Linked DNA regions of Mus musculus: region 2 is linked to region 1. Evidence: chromatin contacts called from public capture Hi-C data. All regions are on one chromosome and are shown on one strand. The core of a region is the stretch at or near the end of the contact, and the rest is flanking DNA. Distances in the headings are between cores, read along the strand shown.

Region 1 (3,147 bases), core at 530-3,029:
TCGAGGCCAGTGTAGTCTACATAGTGAGTTCTAGAACAGCTGTGGGGCTATATAGAGAGGCCCTGACCAGAACAGAAAAACAACAATAACAACAATAACAATAACAAAGAGCCTTTGAAGGTGAGAGACATTTCTTTACAGCTTCATTTCCCAAGTCCCTAATGTAACATTGCTAATTCTGATTGCGTAAATACCAGGACACACAAGGGTGGCTATGGATGACTGGGCTGATTTCAAAGGATGCCTGCTCTGACTTGAATATGAGGCCTCTCACTTTTAAGGTCCTATGTCATTTTTGAAGTGAGAGACTACTGCAGACCACTGCTGGTGAGAGGCAGCTGGAGAGTAAGGCTACTTTCCAGCGAGGTGGTCAGGAACACAGCCTTCCCCAACCCGACTCTCCTCATACTGTAGATCTGACCCAGAACAGGGGAAGCTGTAGGACCAGAACAGAATCTCTGTGGTTGGCCCGACCCCCAGCTGCAGTGTAATCAACTAAGGCTTTGAAAACTGCCAGGCCCAAGATGGGTTCTGGTTCACTGGCCAGGATGGGTGTGGCATCCCCTTGAGCCCTTACAAGTTCTAAGAAGTTCCCATGTTAGGGACCACAGTGGCCATTATTCTCCAGATGTCTGTCTGTCTGTCTGTCTGTCTGTCTGTCTGTCTGTCGCCTGCTGCTTCTCACTTGGTTCTCAGGAACACAAAGAGTCCGATTAGGAATATGTCAGGCCAATGAGAAGGCGGGGAAGGGTACAACTATAACCCTGAGGTGAGGCCTTCCATCCCTTTACTGGGGCTAGCCTAGCTGTGTTCCCGAAGAACAGCTCACTCTGAAGATGTAGGAGGCTGCCTGGCAATTGGCATTTTCTCTCCCCGTCAGGCTTTGCCCACTATCTTGGTTTTTTGTTGAGGCAGAATCTCACTTGGTAGCTCAGGTTGAACCAGACAGGGTGTAGCCCCTTGTTGGCCTCAAACTTGCAGTAACCCTCTTGTCTCAGCCCACCAAATGTTAGGATGAAGGGCATGCATCACCAAGTCCGGCTGCAATTTGCATCTCTAACCAGCCAAGCCAGGTGCCCCTTAAGATCAGTGAAGTTTGGAACGTATCTGGACCTTTTCCTGGGTCTAGATAACTGAAAGGAAACTTTGGCCAATCTATCAGCATCAAAACCAGAGCACCACAGCGAAAACGCTGTGCCCGAGTGCCTGCTACTGTAAATTCAATCTTATTTCTGAGGTGTGAGGTACTGGTTTGGCGGTTTGGAACGTCCAGCCACAGGCTGCCTGGCTGTGCACCATATACCAGACCTGTTCCTCGCGTCCCGCCGGTTCCCAGCTAGCCAGCAGCTAGCAGCCCAGTCATCCTTTCCAGCCTCAGTCTGGAAAGCTGGACCCCGGCGCCGCGTGTGCTCTTGGCTGCCGGCGCCCCGGGCCCCGCGGCCACATCATCCTGAGGCTGGGAAGTGTGCGTTCTCGCGCCTTTGCGCCACACAGCTGGTCTACGCGGCGGCTCGCACAAGGGGTCTGAGGGTATCCTGCATCCAGCCACCCCCGGGAGTGGATAGGACCCAGGCTGTCGGGGACCCCGGAGCGGTCTCTAGGACCCGCGGGACGCCGCAGGAAGGCGGGGTGCGGGGGAGACGCTAATTTGTTCCGTGGTAATGAGAACGGCGACTGCTGGCCGCGGATCCATTGCACAGGCCCGCCCTCAGATCGCTGGTCCCCGGCGCCAACTCGGACAGGCTGCTCATTTATTGCAACGGTCAAGGGCGGCTCGTGCCAGAGTAGCGCGCGCGCGCACGCACACACACGGGGAGGGGAGAAAGTTTTTTTTTGAAAAAATGAAAGGCTAGACTCGCTGCTCAGCGACCCGGGCGCTGCGCGAGGGGGTCGCGGCAGACTCAGGGCAGTAGGACTTCCCCCAGCTCGGCGCCCGCGTGGGATGCTGCAGCGCTGGCCGCGGGGCCCCCGAAGCAGCTGCACGCCAGGCCGGCGACAATGGCAGAGCGCCCGGCGCGGCGCGCGCCCCCCGCCCGCGCCCTCCTGCTGGCCCTGGCTGGGGCCCTGCTGGCGCCCCGTGCAGCCCGAGGTAAGTCACCCGCACAGGCGGCTGCCTGCGCGTCCTCTCCCCGCCACCTCGCTACAAGTCAGGGTCTCCGCGAGTGCCACAGCCACAGGGAGAGCAAACGCACCCAGGGCGCATCTGAGGACCCCCCTGGCTCGCGCTCCCAGAGCCTTGACACTGGTCCCCCGCCAGGTGCTCACTCCGGGGGTTGGGTTGGGGTGGCACGGGAGAAGAAGACGCTTTGCTTGGGGGCCTTGAGGCAGCTAATGTCTGAATGAAATGTCTTGGAGTGACATTTGCTCCTAAGGCTCACAGTGTCTTGACAGTTACACGTGTCTCCTGGGAGGGTGTGCGTGGGGTCGTTTTCCTGATCCAGTGGGGTAGTGAGTTCCTTCACCCAGCTTCGGAGTCAACTCCCCACGAGGTTTCCTTTCCACCCCCGCTCTGACACAGCTGGGGGATGCAGAGGACGCCCCCCGCGGCCTCCCATCACAGGTGTACCTGCAGCGCTCTTTACTTTTTTTTGTTTCAATTGACTTCGTGGCCCTTAGCGATTTCTGGCTTCACTCGCTAATTGTCAGTAAGGATCAAACTTTAACAGAACTCATTCCCCTTTCTTGCTCATCCTTGGTAAGTAAGGGCTTACACCAAGACCTCGTGTAGCGCGAGTACCCACTCCAGAGTTAAACAAAAGTGCATACATTAAAGGAGTTTTTATAGACTTGTATTTTCCTGAGTTGAATCTTCTTAAAGCCCGGGCACCTGTGGATCCTGTTTGTATAATGAGAACTCACAGCAGGTGCCTTTTTAAAATTCGGGAGCTTCCCTAGTCACCCTTGCTGCCGGCCCCTTTTGCCGCTAGGGGCGCTGTTCACCAATGAATGATTCACCTTGGCCTCCAACTCTTATTTCTGTGATTCTAGGTATCAGGCATTTAGCTAGCCCCCCATCATCAACTGTTTCCAACACGAAACATTTCATTTCTCAACTGTCACTGTTATCCTCGACCCCCAGCCTGTCTACCATAATGTAACCAAATTCTAGCTCCCATAAATACCTACACAGCAATAAAGACCAACTTG
Region 2 (3,415 bases), core at 494-2,993, 1.4 Mb before region 1:
GCGATGGCCGAGACCTGGGACACTCACATTGAACTCCTCTCGGAATCGCTTGCAGTCATCCGCAGATCTCACCCGGATCTCCTCCTCCAGGTGCTCCACGGGGATGGGGAAGAACTTCTTGGGGCCTGATGGAGATCTGCTCAGCAGCATCACTCTCTGCTGCTCTGTAGGGCCAGGAGCAACAGAGAAGCCACTTAGTTCCATTGCCCATGGCTGACTCATTCCTTAGATGGTCGGACAGCATTCCTGATGGATCTGCACAATGGGAGGGGACCAGTCCTCTCAAATCGCTCGCTCACCCTGGGGCTAACCCAGCTCTGAGCAACTGAATCAAACATCTCCTTCCCAACACACCCTATTTTCAGCAAGTGATGGCAGCATTCCTGTCCATCATAGACATCGTATTCTTGACCTTGCTTGCAAGCTCACCCACCACTCAGCCTTCCCTCTAGCCTATGTTCCTTCCACGCACGGCATGGCAGCTTCATGATACTAGATCCAGAGAAGAGTAATCACAGGGCTCTGGGTATACACTCAGAGCAGATGGGGGGACTGCCAGGATCTCTGTCTTGCAGCCTCCCCTTTTTGGCAATGCATAGACCCGCTTCCTTAAATCACATGCATTACAATGCAGAGAAACAAACCATCTCTGAAGCACGGGAGGAGAGGACACTACAAAGGGCTGCTGGGGACTGGCATTTCTCTCTTCACAGAGAGGGAGCTGGTTCCATAAGATCAGTAGAATAAGTCAGCTGTCACCTTTGCAAAAGGCCCTGTCCCACCTGCAGAGCTCACTGAGACACCCTTCGGCTGCAGCCAGATGAGCTGGTAGAAGCCTTTGCCTTCTTGCCCCTCCCAGCCACACTCTTCCCTCTGCACTGGCTTTTGGGATGTGCGGGGAGGCGAGAAGGGCAGGTTGCAGACTGCAGATGCACCAGACCTGTCTATGCGGATGTGCAGGTCCCCCAAGCCCTGCAATGCTACCGCTCAGCTGAGCCCTCTCTTGCCCATAGCCTTCCCATCTGTGGGGTTGTGTTAGTTCCTTTACTACCTTGGGGGAGTTCTAAAGTGTCGCTTGAGTTCTGACGGCATGCACGTTACCTCAAGGCAGGCAAAGCTCTGCAGGAAGTTAGAACAGAAAGCTGGAACCACTGCTGTGAGCCAGCGTTTTGTGTTTTAAATCGTCACTAAAAACCAGGGGCTCGGCATATATTGGGCAGGTGCTACGCCACTGAGCTGTATCCCCAGGTCCCTTGGCCATTTGAAGATGGATCTTGTTACGTCGCTCAGTCTGGCCTTGAACCTGTGTTGCTTCTGCCTCAACAAGTGCCTTCGAATACTGAGATTAGAAGCCCATGCCACCCCGACTCAGCTAGAGCCTGCACCTTTGAAACCACACAGAGAGGAGAGAAAAACAAGCTTTCATAAGCAGCGTTTACAAGTTAGGACACAGCTGGAATCTAAGTTAGGCATGTCCCCTCACTGGCACTCCTTCTCAAGAGCGATGAGCTCTGGCAGAGCAGTGCCCTTTCCAGCTTGATCCTGAGGTAGTACCGTCACATCTGAACACTCCTCACCATGAGTTAGAGCCCTATCACGGGGTGATTTCAAAGGCTTCAGTGAGAAATGTGACTTGGCAAAGCCCTGCTAAACCGACAGGATATGAGTGGTCTCTTTAAAAAAAAAAAAAAAAAAAAAAAAAACCTCACAAACTGAAATGTCTCAGACATCCGCTCTCTTGCAGGGAAAAAACGACCTCTCACACTAAGTTCCGAAACAGAGATTCTGGGTTACTAGCAAGTGACAGCGTGAGCCCAGGAGGAGCTGGAGAGAGTGGCAAGCTTGAGTGACAGCCCCATGCCTGCCCGCTGTACCAAGCCCAGTGTACAATACCTTGCTCTTCTAAGATCCCGTTAGGCATTTTCTTGTCGTTGCTGCTGACCACGGCCTTCCTCTGCTTCCGGAACCTTAAAGGCACACACAAGATGTGTTAGGTCTCAGCACCGCGGGAACCCCCAAGCCCTGAGTGTGGTGATACCCACCAGGTGAGCCGGGAAAAGTTCTTTCTGCTGCTCATGGCTGAGCTGTGTGGCAGCTCAGGCCTGGCCAGCCGCTGTCTGAGCTGTTTGGGCCCACACCCCCAGCCTCCAGCACACTCATTTCCTCATAGGAGCTGGTGAGAGCACGTCAGCGCCTGGGGACACTCCTACCTGAAGAAGTAGGCTGCAAGCAGGAACAGGAGGAGGAGCAGGGGCAGCAGCAGCCAGGTGAGCAGCGGCTGGGATGCACCAGGGTCCGGAGGGCCTGTGGGTGGGTGGGGTGGTAGAGGGCAGAGACCCCATCAGGACCTTGGGTAGGGGTAAGGACTTCCCCCATGCTACAGTTTAGAAATTATCTCCCTTCAGTTCTTTCCAGGGGACAGAGGAGTGCAATGGTGGGACTTGTTCAAGGACTCTGACGAAGGGTGACCTCCTCGTACCCCAATGTACCCTGCTCTCTCTCTCACACACTCTCTCTTTTCCTTTCCCTTTGGTTTTCAGAGGTAGGGTTTCTCTTCTCTGTATAGCCCTGGCTGTCCTGGAACTCACTCTGTAAACCAGGGTAGCCTTGAACTCAGAAATTCGCCAGCCTCTGCCTCCCAAGTGCTGGGATTAAAGGTGTGCGCCACCACTGCCCAGCCCAGCTATTTCTCTAAGCATCTTTGGCCCAGCCTCTCTCTTCAATGAGGAGGTGGAGGAAGGTGGCTTCCCCTCAGGGTACAGTTGTTGTGTCCCAACCCAGATGAATCAGGAGCACCAGGTATAAGGAAACAGCCCGGTCCCGAGGTTTGATACAGTTATTGAGGAACAGGCACACAATGGCCTGGCTTTTCAGAGCCTTGAATTCTTTGTCATAGAGACTGCTGGCTTCCTGGAACCAACTTGTGCATCCATTCTTCACACCTCCCAGGTCCACCTTCCTCAGAGAGACACATATCCCTACCCTTGCACCGTGCCTTTGGTGTCCTTGTGGTCATCAATTGACCCATTCTCTCTCAACCTATTAGGGTGCCCTCCTATCACCACAAAGCTCCCAGCCAAAAGGCCCCATCAAAAGCCTGCTTCTCCAGTGAATGAGTGTGGCTCCTGTGAACTGGTCCAGAGGAGCTATGATCTGCAGCTGGTGAGCACATGCTATCAGGAGTGAGCCGGTCTCCCATGGGAGGCCCTGGAGGTGAGTAGCTCGATTTCCATCCTCTTGAGTTCCAGAAGTGCCAAACATTGTCCCCAAGCTGAGTGTGTGTGCCAGGGTTCATGTCCTTCCTCCCATGTGCCACCCTGGTCCATAGAAACTCAGCACTCCAGGAAGGAGTTTGAAATGTCATAGTTTCCCCAGTCCTGTGCATGTATGTAATCTACAGGCTATGACCCACAGT

What was found. Capture Hi-C pulls out chosen DNA fragments and counts their contacts.
Region 2: a contact with region 1 is called in a capture Hi-C map of embryonic stem cells, with 7 times the contacts expected there. The contact joins the promoter of 5830432E09Rik here to the promoter of Adam12 in region 1. A contact is called at or near these places in 4 of 39 promoter capture datasets (the C10 cell line, embryonic stem cells, hippocampal neurons and 1 more) and 2 of 9 other capture datasets (adipose tissue and embryonic stem cells).

What each region holds. Positions count from the first base shown.
Region 1 is chr7:134,223,729-134,226,875 of GRCm38.p6, reverse strand. It overlaps Adam12 (a disintegrin and metallopeptidase domain 12 (meltrin alpha)), which reads left to right and starts at 1,779. Exons shown (of 23, transcript NM_007400.2): 1 at 1,779-2,089. The coding sequence starts at 1,999.
Region 2 is chr7:135,650,642-135,654,056 of GRCm38.p6, reverse strand. It overlaps 5830432E09Rik (RIKEN cDNA 5830432E09 gene), which reads left to right and starts at 1,743. Exons shown (of 3, transcript NR_015548.1): 1 at 1,743-2,267; 2 at 3,047-3,213. It overlaps Ptpre (protein tyrosine phosphatase, receptor type, E), which reads right to left. Exons shown (of 21, transcript NM_011212.3): 4 at 2,211-2,304; 5 at 1,894-1,967; 6 at 28-164.